Linked DNA regions of Ovis aries: region 1 is linked to region 2. The links are chromatin contacts, called in public Hi-C maps. All regions are on one chromosome and are shown on one strand. Each heading gives the region's core, a stretch centred on a gene start, on an enhancer-like site or on the middle of the called end of the contact. The rest is flanking DNA. Distances are from core to core; before and after follow the strand shown. Region 1 holds the start of N4BP1 (NEDD4 binding protein 1). Region 2 overlaps N4BP1 (NEDD4 binding protein 1).

Evidence for each region. A called contact is a pair of places that touch in the nucleus more often than the background predicts.
Region 1: a contact with region 2 is called in a Hi-C map of muscle, with 4 times the contacts expected there. The contact joins the promoter of N4BP1 here to the enhancer-like site in region 2. A contact is called at or near these places in 7 of 16 Hi-C or Micro-C datasets (blood, hypothalamus, muscle and 3 more).

What each region holds. Positions count from the first base shown.
Region 1 is chr14:16,566,648-16,572,921 of ARS-UI_Ramb_v3.0, forward strand. N4BP1 (NEDD4 binding protein 1) reads right to left here and starts at 1,848. Exons shown (of 6, transcript XM_042231581.1): 1 at 1,463-1,848. The coding sequence starts at 1,660.
Region 2 is chr14:16,507,590-16,513,980 of ARS-UI_Ramb_v3.0, forward strand. N4BP1 (NEDD4 binding protein 1) reads right to left here. Exons shown (of 6, transcript XM_042231581.1): 6 at 3,878-6,391. Among named protein-coding and RNA genes, the nearest start is that of TRNAW-CCA, 10 kb to the right of the region's middle. Within about 2 kb of position 1,547, at least 12 of the 54 cell types and tissues checked have an H3K27ac peak or open chromatin away from gene starts, as enhancers often do. A contact at or near this core is called in muscle, where this site is marked.

The DNA of each region.
Region 1 (6,274 bases), core at 598-3,097, 59 kb after region 2:
CAAGTTGTAGTGGGGAGAGACGGAAGGCAATGAAATAGAAAGGGCACATACCAAGAAAGAAGGTCTTAATTGCTGCAAAAGTAATGGAAAAGAACGGAATGAGTGCATGGAAGAGACTTCAGAAGCCAATATAGGACTTAGTCATGTCAAACTTTTCAGCCCTGCTGAGTGGGAAGAAAACTGAGTAGCTGGAGGAGAAAACCAGGAAGACTGGGAAGAAGTTAAGACCAGCTGTCTGAAATCAGGAAGGTAATTAAAAAAAAAAAATCAAGAACAGCAAAGTAAACTTGATTCAACATCTGCACTGCTTTAAGCTTGGACAAGAATCATACAGTTAAATGTCCTATCTTTTCTAAACACATTAAAAGCAAGCAACCAGTTTTTTTTTTTTTTCTTTAAGCTAAGAAAAGTCAAGAGTTACAGCTAATCAGATTCTTCAAGGGCATTGTGAAATTTCTGAAGGAGAACACGAACAAAGGATCCCCCCACCCTCAGTGCTCATCATTTCGAAGATGGTATCAAGAACAAGGTCTCTGGAAACAAACTGCCTCTGTCTGAGTTGTGACTCTCCCACTTACTTGATGGGAAAAGCTGGAGAAACTTGGCTGGTGGGGGTGGGGTGAGGGTGAGGGGAGGATGTACTCTTGCAGTATTTTGGCTTGCGGAGGGAAGGGAGTAGATGTCTGAAGTAGGTGTAAGTCTGAAATGCTGATCTAGAGAGAAGGTGAGTCACCTCTCCGAAAGTTTCAGTTTCCCCAGCTGTTACAGACAGGAAGATAATAAAATCTACCTCACTGGATTTTTTTTTTTTTTAAGGGCTGCAACTGATAATCCTTCTGAAGTATTGCACATAACGTCTGATGTGCTATAACCATTCGATAAATGTTAGCGGCACACAAAACCAATACGAGGAATCATGCTATTTTTAGCACCACTATTAAACATTCCCTTCTCTTGTTGATGTTCTCTGAGTACTACACTACTACGATGGTTTTGTCAGATTCTCAGAGGGACTGACATCCCCCGAAGGGCCAGAATCCCTGTAGCGGAGGCCTGGGAAGAGAAGAGTGGCTGAGGTGGTGGGCCGGAGGTCGCGCGCCCAGCCAGCAAGGCCCTACGCACCAGCCTGAACAACAAGCAACACTCTCGACGCCTTCACTCCAGGCCAGCCTCAGCACATCACCTAGGCGAAGCCTCGCCGCAGCCCTCCGAGTCAGGTGCCTTCGTCAACGCCACTTTACACACGGGGAAACTGAGGCGCCAGAGATGAAACCGCTAGCCAAGGTCACATGGTTCGAGCGCCGAGGCTCGGAACGGCGCTCTCAGCACCGCGCCTGGCTGCGGTGGCGCGGGGAAGAAGGGGGTGGGCCGCCCAGGGACCCCCGATTAACCCAAGGCCGCGCGCGCGGCAGGGGGCCGGGCCGGGGAAGGCCATCTCGCGGGGGGCGGCGGCCGGACTCACCTTGGCGCTGTGCACCGCCTCCTGCGCCCCGCGGAGCTGCAGCCAGATGCGCGCGGGCAGCGGTTCCTCAGCTCCGAGCGCGCCGAGCACGGCCAGGCTCACGCCGAACAGGCCCTCGATGCGGCCGCGGCTCCTCTCCAGCAGCGCCGCCTTCTCGGCCGGCGCCGTGAACTCGTCCAGCACGGCCCGGGCCGCCATGGCGGGCGCGGCCTCCCGCGGCGGCGCCGGGGGCCGGCGGCGGCGACGCCCCCTCAGCGTGCTGCCGCTGCACCCGAGCCCGTCAGGCGGCGTCGGCCGTTTCGGCCGCCTCGGCCCGGCCCGCGCCCCGCCGCCTGGCCAGAAGGCCAGCTACACCATCCCGCCGCGGCCGCCGCAACTGGGCAACTGAGGGCAGATAGCCCCTTCACCGCCGCCGCCGCCGCCGCCGCCGCCGCCGCGGGCCGGGCCCCGCCGCCGCGCATGCGCCCCGCCCGCCGCCGTCATTGAGAGTCGCCACCCCCCGGGCGTGAGGGTGGGCGTGGGGGCGGAGGCGGTAGAAGTGGACGTCACGCTCAGTCGCCATGTTTGTTGTTGGCACGACGGTGGCGCTCGAGAGGGCTCCGGGTGGTCTTCGGTGAGGGCACTGAGGCTTTTGAGTGGCCTGGTGGCTGGCGAATTAATGGTTTCACAGATGGGGAAATTGAAGCCCCCAGCCAGTACGCGAGACTGACCCAGTGTCACGCTAGGGATTTGGCTTGCTTTCAGACATTTTGAAGCCCAACCTAGGGCTCTAGCAAATTGAGTTATCCAGCTTCTCATGCGTTGATGGATGGTTCTCTCTTCCTCCCTCCTCCTCTCACTCTCCTCTCTCCTCCTCTCCTACCCCCTCCTCCCCGCTTCCTTTGTTTTCCCTCTTTCTGTTATTTCAGTAAAAATGGTAACAGAAGAAAGTGGGAATAATGTGTATGGAGAATTGAGAAGGGAATGATTAAAGAAAAGTCAAAACATGTTTTCTTTTGGGAGGGGAGGAGGAGGTTGTGTTATAAGGAGATGTAAAAACCTGGGGACTGGGGGCTCTTGTGTGATTTTTTAATGTGGGACTTGGGCAAGTACACTCTAAACCCTCTTGGGGTTTAGATACCTGGGTTGCTCCCAGATATCTCCAAAGTCTTTTCCAGATTTTATGTTCTCTGACTCCATGAAAACAGATTGTGGAAGATAAAGTGGTTTCCTTTCTTTGTCCTAAATGTTGTCATATAATAAGAGACTTCGGGACCATGAGCATATTACTTGTCTAAGCCCACATTTTCTCATCTGTCAATGTGGATAGCAACAGTACTTCCTGCTGTTATGAAAATCAATATAGTACCTAAGTGAGCATGCATTATTAGCTATTATTATTGTTAAATTCGCAATATATTTAGGGCTCTATTTTCACAGAAAAGCTTTGTGTGGATTATGCAGCCATACTGAATTAGTGAGCCTGGGGACCCCCTTGCTCTGTACGGATTACCCCTTGAGGAGAAAGAAGGGGATCTAAAAATGTTGCCGTTGGAAAGGCCAAAGGGGAAAAGGTCTTGGTGAGAGGGATTACCCAAGGTAAAACCTCTCAAGAATCCTGGCTGCTGGGGTTTTCCATATGCCTCAGAAGTTCAGACAGGTGTGGTCCCCTGGTACCCCCACCGAAGGATGACTCAGCACAGGGAAGAGAACCACTAGGCTTAACAGACGCACAACTTCCTGCTCCCCTGGGCTTTTCCCTAGGTGTCCACATAGCCCGCCACCTTCATCCATCAGGTGGATGACCTGAGATTGGCTGAGGCAGGTCAGGTGGAGAGCAGTGGCCTCCCAAATAGACTGCACTCGGAGCTGGCGTCAGCACAGCATGTTACTTCCTGTCTTCCCAGTGCCCTCGCCTTAAATGGAGTTGCTATTGTTCAGTAATCCGGCAGGGCTTTCCCCGGGTGGTTCCTGTTTGCTCCCAACGACTTTCCTGCTGGTGAGTCCTAATTGCCTGTTCGGACTGAGAGAGACACTGCTTTGAAAAGCATACTACAGCTTCTTCCCCTTTCCCCACCAAAGCTCATCCTGAAGCTACTTAAGTAGTGCATACACACAACCATGAAAGAAAGCTGGGCATTTGGACTCTGTTCAGAAGTCATTGGGTTCGTGTATCGCCAGAGATACAGCTTTGGTTTTTTTTCCCCTGGTCAGAAGACTTGCCAGTTCCCATCCTGGTCAGCATTTCCCTTTAGGGAACTCTCAAGGTTTCCTGAGTATAGGGAACAAGGAGAGAGAGAAATCCCCTTTTAAGAAACTCCCTTGCTTCCTGCAGTTTCTGAACCACAACTTCCATCTGTTGGTCAGCCTTGACTATCTGGCTGGTTTCTCTCACCCACGACAGCTGGCACCAGGGAAGAGACCTTCATGGTCTCTATTCTACTTACAGATGCTGTAGCAGTTTTTCTCTAGTCTCCATAGCAACCAATGAGAGGGTGTTGAGGGAATCACTTTTCCCCTCGCCACGTTTTCATGGGAGGGGAGAAAGTGTATTCCCCTTGTCTCCAGCAGGGTTGACTGTGGAAGAACAGGTGCAGTGCCACTTGCCCACGCTCCACCAGGGCAGGAGCAGAACTTGTCAGACCCCACCAATTGCCAACTTTCCGAGAAGGATCTCCGCTCCCAGAGAGGGTGTGTCTGCTGTCTGTGGTTGCTCGCTATGTCAGTGACTGGGTGAAGTATTGTCACCTCAGCCACATCCTCCAGTCCAGCTTTGTCAGTAATAAAAATGACACTTTGATCTCTACCTGTCTGACACCTGCTTTTATTTCTCAGTTCTGAACACAGGAGGGGCAGAAAGAGTGTTTATTGGTTTCCAAAAACTCCAGCAGTGGTTGCTATTTTTATCATGCTTACTTTAAAGATGAGGAAAGAGAAACATAGATTCTGGAATGTTCCACAGAGCTGGTAAGTGAAGTGGTAGGAATAGGCATTTGAATCTAGGCAGTCTGACTCTGTACTGAGTGTTGTTATGTGCAATGGGCCCCCTTTTCTGTCCTTATGCAAAAGTAATGAGAAATGAAGTATTTCCTGCTATATCAGTAAATAGCGATATCACAGTCTTCAGTGATTGCAGCCACCACTGATGGTGAGCCCTGAGGGAACTCAAGAAGGAAATAATACCTGCCACCTAGTAGCCATCAGACCTACAGTGAGCCCTGAGGAAATTCAGGATGTGAAAACAGGATACTGACCCCAGATAGGTGAGGTACTTGTCAAAGGAATGATTCCAGTGAGCCTCGACCCTTGCATCTTCCTTTAACAATCTTTTGCTGTTCACATCACCTGCCCTTTGTTGCAGAACTTCTATATAACTTGGTTCCTGCCTTCGCCTCCTCAGAGCAGTTCTCTCAGAGCTACTTGAGATGCTGCCTGTCCTAAATATTCCTGCCAAATGAAACATAACTCTCAACTTTTAGGTTGTAAATATTTTTTACGTTGACAGTAAGCAACAGAAGACAATATAATCTCCTGTGTGTGTGTTAGTTGCTCAGTCATGTCTGATTCTTTGTGACCCCACTGACTGTAGCCTGCCAGGCTCCTCTGTCCATGGAATTCTCCAAGCAAGAATATTGGAGTGGGATGCCATTGGGTCTCTGCATTGCAGGCAGATTCTCTACAGTCTGAGCTACCAGGGAAGCCCGCCAACCCCCTAATGTTTCGATCCTCCTTACCTCGGGATGCTGTCAAAACTAGACAGACTTGCACCTGTCATATTGCTTGGTTCACCCACTAATCTGATAAACACACTCAAGATGACAGGTCTTCCTGGGTTCTTTACTTTGGTGTAATAACACTTAGGACTTAAGAAACAGGAATACAACTGTGCTTAGCCACACACAAATTTTAATACAGTGGCAAATTGTTCAGTGTTTCTGATTTCCTTTGTCACTAGTCCAAGTCATGTCATCTCTCCCATTGACAGTTGTGGGGTCTCCTTCACAATTCTTCCTGGCCTGTCTCTGAATTTCAGGAGAACTGCTATAAGATTGGGAGAAATTATTTACAAGTATTGATGCTGTGTCTAGAGTTCTCTTCTCAAATTGCAAATTTCGTCAGTTAATCTCACGCTTAAGACCTTACAAGAGCTTTGCAATGTGCTCAGAGTAAAATTCAAATTCTTTACCTTGATTTGCAGCACTTGCAAGATCCATCTGCTTACTCCTCTGCTCCCCTCTCCACTTGGCCTCGCTTACACTGCCTGGGGGTATTTGCACAAGCCATTACTTCCTCCAGCTTTTTTTTCCCCCCTGAGTTAACTCCTGCCCACCCATCAGATCTCAGTTCTGGAATGATTTGTTCAAGAATTCATTCACTGGTCTCTCTGATGAGTCAAGCCCCCTGATCCCAGGCTCCCAGGTCCCTCCGGCCCTCTCACAGCACTAGGACCAGTTTTTACATGTATTTGTGTGATATGATTGGTCCATGCCCATCTCCAGATGTCATCAGACCTTCAGTTTCAAGGGGGCAGTGACGTGAGACTGGACTGAGCTGGAAGTGTTCCAGGAATGGTGAGTAGCCCTTCATGGCTGGAGTATGCTGTGAGGCAGGGGGCACCCACAGGTAAAATAAGTTTGTGCTATGCTGTGCTTAGTCGCTGAGTCATTCAGTTGCATCCAACTCTTTGTGACCCCATGCACTGCAGCCCACCAGGCTCCTCTGTCCATGGGGATTCTCCAGGCAAGAATACTGGAGTGGGTTGCCATGCCCTCCCCCAGGGTATCTTCCCAACCCAGGGGGTGAACCCATGTCTCCTGCATTGCAGGTAGATTC
Region 2 (6,391 bases), core at 297-2,796:
GTCCCCACACAGCACAACATCCATCTGCTGGTGATGCTCAGGCTGATGCTCAGTGCTCATGTTCAGGCCCTGGGCCAAGGAAGCTGGAAGTGTCAGACGACTAGAAACACTCTGAAGGAAGACACCGCCTCTCCCAGCGGGGCAGCACGTGAGATCTGGACAAGGGCTTGCCTCACCTAGCGGCTGGGGGGTGCTGGAGCCCAAGCCCGCCGGCCTCTGCCTGTTGAACTAGGAGGTCTTCATGCGGCAGACTCCTCCGGTCTTCAAGGCACGCACTGACCTCGCTGGGCTCCCAGGCCCTGCCAGCACGTGTGGAGCAGTGACAGGGGTCTGCAGGGTGGGTAATGGCTGGCAGGAAGGCCCTTGCTTGGTAGAAAAGAGGCCGATGTCCCAGGAGGTCACCAGGAGCTCCACTCTGTCTTTGTTCAAAACCGTCCCTAGGTGTAAGTAGAGCCGGGAATCGAGGACACACAGCTGGGCTGGTGGTGGGAGAAATGGCCAAGCCAGCTGCAGCCACTGGTCACAGGAGAGAGGGCCCCATGCCCCTGCTCCCTCTGCTCTCCTCCTGCTCTGAGTCTTGCCTCTGTGGGGCCAAGGATTTGTAAAATACCGGAAGTTGGATGAGACACTGAGGACAAGCCCTTACTGGAGCCGCATGTGGGAAGGACTGTCAGGGGCCAGGGCCTTGTCTTGGGATTTCATCCCAGTGGGACCAACTCTTCACCGGACGTTGGTTCTCAGCCGGGGGCTCGCTGGGATCCCTGGGCTTCCGTTCACTGATCTCCCCAGTCCGGGGTGAGGCCTGGACGCCAGTGCATTTACAGCCCTTCCTCCAGGTGGCTCTGACGCACATCAGGATTGAAAACCACCCATTGTGAGGGTGGCGCCCTCACTTTCATTCAGAGATGAGGGGACTGGCCTCATCTGAGAGGGTAACTTCCTCTGATTACACAGCAAGAAGGGCCAGAGCAGGGCCCACACACCTTCACTGCTAGGGCTCGGGGAGCATGGGGCGCTTTGGAAAGGGCCCTTCTGGCCTTCTCGCCTCCCCCAGCACCGTCCAAGGCATGCAGCGGCTGCTCAGGACAGCTGGGGGACTGGGTAGAGGGGCTGGCAAGTAGAGCACAGAGGATTTGGTGCTGGGCCTCCAGCCCTCCCCCCACCACTTACCACTGGGCCTCAAGTTCCTTAGCTTTAAAGTGGGAGTAAGCGCCAGGGCCCTGACACCTCAGTGGGAAGGGGCTGCAAGACGGGGGTGGGACCTACTGTCGCTGTCGAGGGACCCTCGGTCTGGGAGGTTGTGAGCCAGTGTCCACAGCTTCTCCCGGCCAGCTGCAGGAGGCCCTCTCCTTCCTGCGGCCTTTTTTGGTGGCTGAAACCCTAGACTGATCTCAGAGCCAGACAGGCGGGCAGACAAGCGCATTCTTTTCGGGGGAGGCCCCCTCCTCCTCTCTCTGAGAGCCGCGAGGGGAGAGGACAGGGCCTGCCCAGGCTTGACCCCAGACTGGGTTTCAGGCTGTGAGGCCAAGTTGGGCTCCCTGGGGACCTGTGGAGGGAGTGGGAAGGAAAGCCCCAAAGGCCACCGTCTGCGGCGCGGAGTCTTATGGGAGGAGGTGACAGGGGGTTGATTCCAGAAGCCTCGAGGCGCAGGCGCTGCAGCTCCAGGGCTTACTCTGGGCGCTGATGACCAGTTTCTGGGCAAACCCCTGCCTGCCCAGGCTCCGTTTCCCTGATGGCTGTCACCAGCCCTGGAACCACATATGACAGGAGACTGGAACCCGAGCTGCAAAAAGGCTGCTTTCAGTTTCAAAAGCCATCAAAGGCCGTTTGACTGCTCTGTGTCCCCGTAAAGGAGCAGAAAGGAGGGCATGACGCACACAGAAGTGTACTCCGGACGGCGCTTCTACAGTGCTGGTCAAGTTAAAACAAACACACAAGGAACAACAATGTGCTCCCAGCACCTCCCACAGGAACCAGGCTGGACGTGGGCCCCACTCCTCAGGAACAGGGGAGGCAGCTTCCTTCCATAGCCTCCCTCTGGCCAGCGGGCTGACCACCTTGACCCAGGTCACAAGCCCTCCATTCTGGTCACTGGATGGAGGGAGGCAGTCCATCTCGGGTGCCATTCCGGCTGCCAAGTCACCTTGGCGGAGTGGGGAGGTGAAATGGCCTGTAGGAATTCAAGTCCTGCATCCTGGACACACACACACACACGCACGCACGCACGCACGCACACACACACACACGAGGGAGCGGTGGGAGGGGTGGGTGAGTCAAGACGCAGCCTGGAGGGCTGTGTCAGCCAGGGGATCAGCGCTCCCTCACTCTGTGGCCAAGCAGTGGCTTTGCCAGCATCCCCCCTGGGTCCCGCCCTGCCATGAGCCCGCCAGGCACTCAAGGGCACTGACCCTGTCAGAGGACTGACGTCCTGCCCAGCAGACAGCAGGACCGCTGCGGCCCTGAGGAGGGTCTAGACCACACTCAGGATGAGTTGGCAGGAACAGAGAACATTCAGCATCCGGAAGACAAGGTCTCCGCCTCTGAGATGGCCTACAGGGTGTGAACAGTCTTGTTAAGTGTCCGCTGGGCTGCAGGGCAGAGCCGGTCATGACCATCACTGAGGGGGTTCTGCCAGGCGCTGCTCTAGGCCCGTTTCTTCCTCGTGGCAGCCCCAGACGAGGAGGGCTGGCCCCATCACGGCTGTCTAACCAGTGACATGGCAGAACGTGGAAAGTCTAACTCCCAAGCAGCCGGCCTGGCCTCTGTCCAGCTAAGGGACAGAGCAAGAAAATCCACATGAAGGTGTCTGTGAGACACAACCGCAAGAGGATGAAGATGCCAGGAGGAACCAGCCTGTGTGAGGGTGAGGCTCCTTGAGAGCTGACTAGGGGGCTCTCCTGCAGCTCTGACGCATGGTCTTGGGGTGGAGTCTCCTGAGGCTCCTTGAGAGCTGACTAGGGGGCTCTCCTGCAGCTCTGACGCATGGTCTTGGGGTGGAGTCTCCTGAGGCTCCTTGAGAGCTGACTGGGGGGCTCTCCTGCAGCTCTGACGCATGGTCTTGGGGTGGAGTCTCCTGAGGCTCCGTGAGAGCTGACTGGGGGGCTCTCCTGCAGCACTGACACATGGTCTTGCTGTGTGTGTTGTCAGTCGCTCAGCTGTGTCTCTTTGTGACCCCCATGGACGGTTGCCCACCAGGTTCCTATGTCCACGGAATTTTCCAGGCAAGAATATTGGAGTAGGTGGCCATTTCCTCCTCCAGGGGATCTTCCCAACACAAGATTAAACCCGGGTCTCTTGCTTGGTAAGCAGATTCTTTACCACCGAGCCACCTGGGGAGCGCTGGTCTTTGGGATCTCCCTAAAGATGTGATGAGCCTCCCTTATTTAATCTGCCACGTGTATGGACAGCAATATGTATTTCACTTAAAGAGTCTTTGATTTCAAGGGATGTAAACCCAACATAAAGGAAAAGTGAAGCGTGTCAGGGTAACAGGCATCTGGGGAAGAATCTGAGTGCCATCAGGTTTCCATGACAACAGGAATCACACTGTCACGCTTCTGCTTCTCTCCACCCCGCCTCCCACCCAGGGCAGAAAACGGCCTCCATGAGATCTGCGCATGACACGTCTTAGCTCCCACTACCAGAGGGGGCAATCACAAAGCATACTTTGGCCTAGATGGGCCACCTTGTGGGCAGCAGGTCAGAGCACACTGCTTGGCTCAGCTGGGGGCAGGTGCCCATTCCTGGACCTGGTGGTGGTAGAGACTTGACAAGAAGGAAAAATGGAGAGTAGTGGGTTCCAGGGAGCAACTGCCGAGAATCTGATACTTGGAGGCCTTGCTGGCTGCTAGATGCCGCTGTCAAAAAGGCACCATCCTCCAGGTCAATTGAGCAGACTTTATTGAGCACCTATTAAGTGCAAGGCACTGTGCTAGGTGCTGAGGGAAATACAGAGAGTGAACACAGAAAGCCCTGCCCACGAGGAGCTCACAGTCTAGAAAGAGAGGTAAGACAGAGTACACGATCAGCCGCAGTGACACCAACCAGAGAGGCCAGTGCCGGGAGCAAGACACAGTGCTGCGGGGTCACGGAACATCAGGAGGCTGCTTCTGGCCAGCAGCTTTAGGCAAGGGCAGAGAGGGCACAGGGCTGGGCCTTTGAGGGGGAAGCCATCTGGGAGAAAGGGTATTTTAGCAGAGGAGAGATTCACTCGGAGTAGGAGCCCACAGGTGACGGAGGAAATTGTGCAGCTGCAGTGAGTGGGCCATTATGCATGACTGGGAGGTAGACTGCCAAGGATACTAAGCTCAGGAGGGTCTAAACTTGATACTCTGGTCAAGAGAGCCACTGGTCACTGACCAAGAAGAGGGGTGTGCAGAAGCGTATCTTCAGAAGATAAACCTAGCAGCTGCGCAGTCTCAGGGGGGTAGAGGGGGAGAGCTGTGAGGCGGGCTGACAGGTCAGAGCCTGATTCCCACAGGGAGGCCATGAGCACAAGATGCGGGGCAGGGGGCAATGGCCAAAAAACGGAAAATGGTGGATGAGGGGACCTTGTGGCAGGGTGGGTGGGAAAAGACAAGAGAACAGGCGCAGGCAGAGGGCCTGGGGGCAGTGGGTCTGGGGATGTCTCAGGGCTTCTAAGTAGAGCTAAATATGCACTCATAAGGGGCAGGGCTGGAGCTGGGAGTCACTTCAGCAAAGAGGGGATGATGTTCGAGTCAAGGAAGTGTGCTGATCTCTAAGGGTGAGCGATTCTCAAAATGTGGGCCATGGACCACCTGTGTGGGAACCATCCAGGGAATTTGCTGAAATGGCAGATTTCCACGCTTTACGCCAGAGCTATTGAATAAACCTCTCTGGGGGTAGTGCCCAGTCATCAGCATTTTTATTAAGAACTGCCCTCCCTATCATGCGTCCCACAGCTGGTCTGAAGTTTGGAGACCACCTGTTGAGCTGGTCTTTCTGCTGAACTGGCCTTTAGGTATAAGAAGGAAAAGGAATGAAGACTGTTTAGGAGTGAGGGAGATCTCAGAAAATAGGGAAAGTAAGGGTCAACAGTCGCAAAGAGTCGGACACGACTGAGCAACTGAACTGAACTACTCCTTGGAAGGAAACTTATGACCAACCTAGATAGCATATTAAAAAGCAGAGACATTACTTTGCCAACAAAGGTCAGTCTAGCCAAGGCTATGGTTTTTCCAGTGGTCGTGAATGGATGTGAGAGTTGGACTGTGAAGAAAGCTGAGCGCCGAAAAATTGATGCTTTTGAACTGTGGTGTTGGAGAAGACTCTTGAGAGTCCCTTGGACTGCAAGGAGGTCCAACCAGTCCATCCTAAAGGAGATCAGTCCTGGGTGTTCACTGGAGGGACTGATGTTGAAGTTGAAACTCCAATACTCTGGCCACCTCATGCAAAGAGTTGACTCATTGGAAAAGACCCTGATGCTGGGAGGGACTGGGGGCAGGAGAAGGGGATGACAGAGGATGACATGGCTGGAAGGCATCACTGACTCGACGGACATGAGTTTGAATGAACTCCGGGAGTTGGTGATGGACAGGGAGGCCTGGCGTGCTGCAACTCATGGGGTCGCAAAGAGTTGGACATGACTGAGCGACTGAACTGAACTGAAGGGTCAACAATGTCATGCTACAGTTACTGAATGTGGACATGGAGATTCAGGATTAGGAAAAGGTTTCCGAATTTGGAAACTGACTGGTCTCCAATGACTTCCCTCAATTAATCCCACGTGATGGGGTGGAGGCCAAGTTTGCAGACACAGAAGTGAAAAGTGGGAGGGGGAAGGAAGGTAGCAATGAACAGAGATCCTTAGGGAAATCAGGTTGTTTTACTCTCAGGATCAGAAATATGTAGGGAAAAATGAGAGAGGTAGATGAGAAATGGAGTGAGTTAGAGTAACTAACCAAACAAACTACAGCTGGGAGATGAGAGGAGATGGGCTGAGGGACCCAGGATGAAGAGGACAGATGGGGACGTAGAAGGGTGCTGTGGAGGTAGAGGTGGGGGGAAATTCCTTAAGGAAGGCCACGTCTCAGGGATGTATGGGAGGCAGGCTGGGCCTGAGGTGGGAGTGGTGCCAAGGCCCAACTCCAGTGGGCCCAGTGCTATTTCCCATGGTGGGGGGAAGGGCATGAGACTCAGTGGGGGTGGAGGTTCAGAGCATCACGGATTCTATTTGCGGATCATATTCCACAAATGCCGTAATAAGCCTAAGCGATAAAGGAAGATTATCCCTCCTCTCACTGACACCAAAAGCTACAACAGGTCAACGGAGTCCCTGATGGCAGTCACGCCCTGCTAAGCCTGCCAGAACAACGCTGACCCTTCATCCAGGACGGCTGAGCCTTCTTACTGTTTTTCTAGCCACTGGACT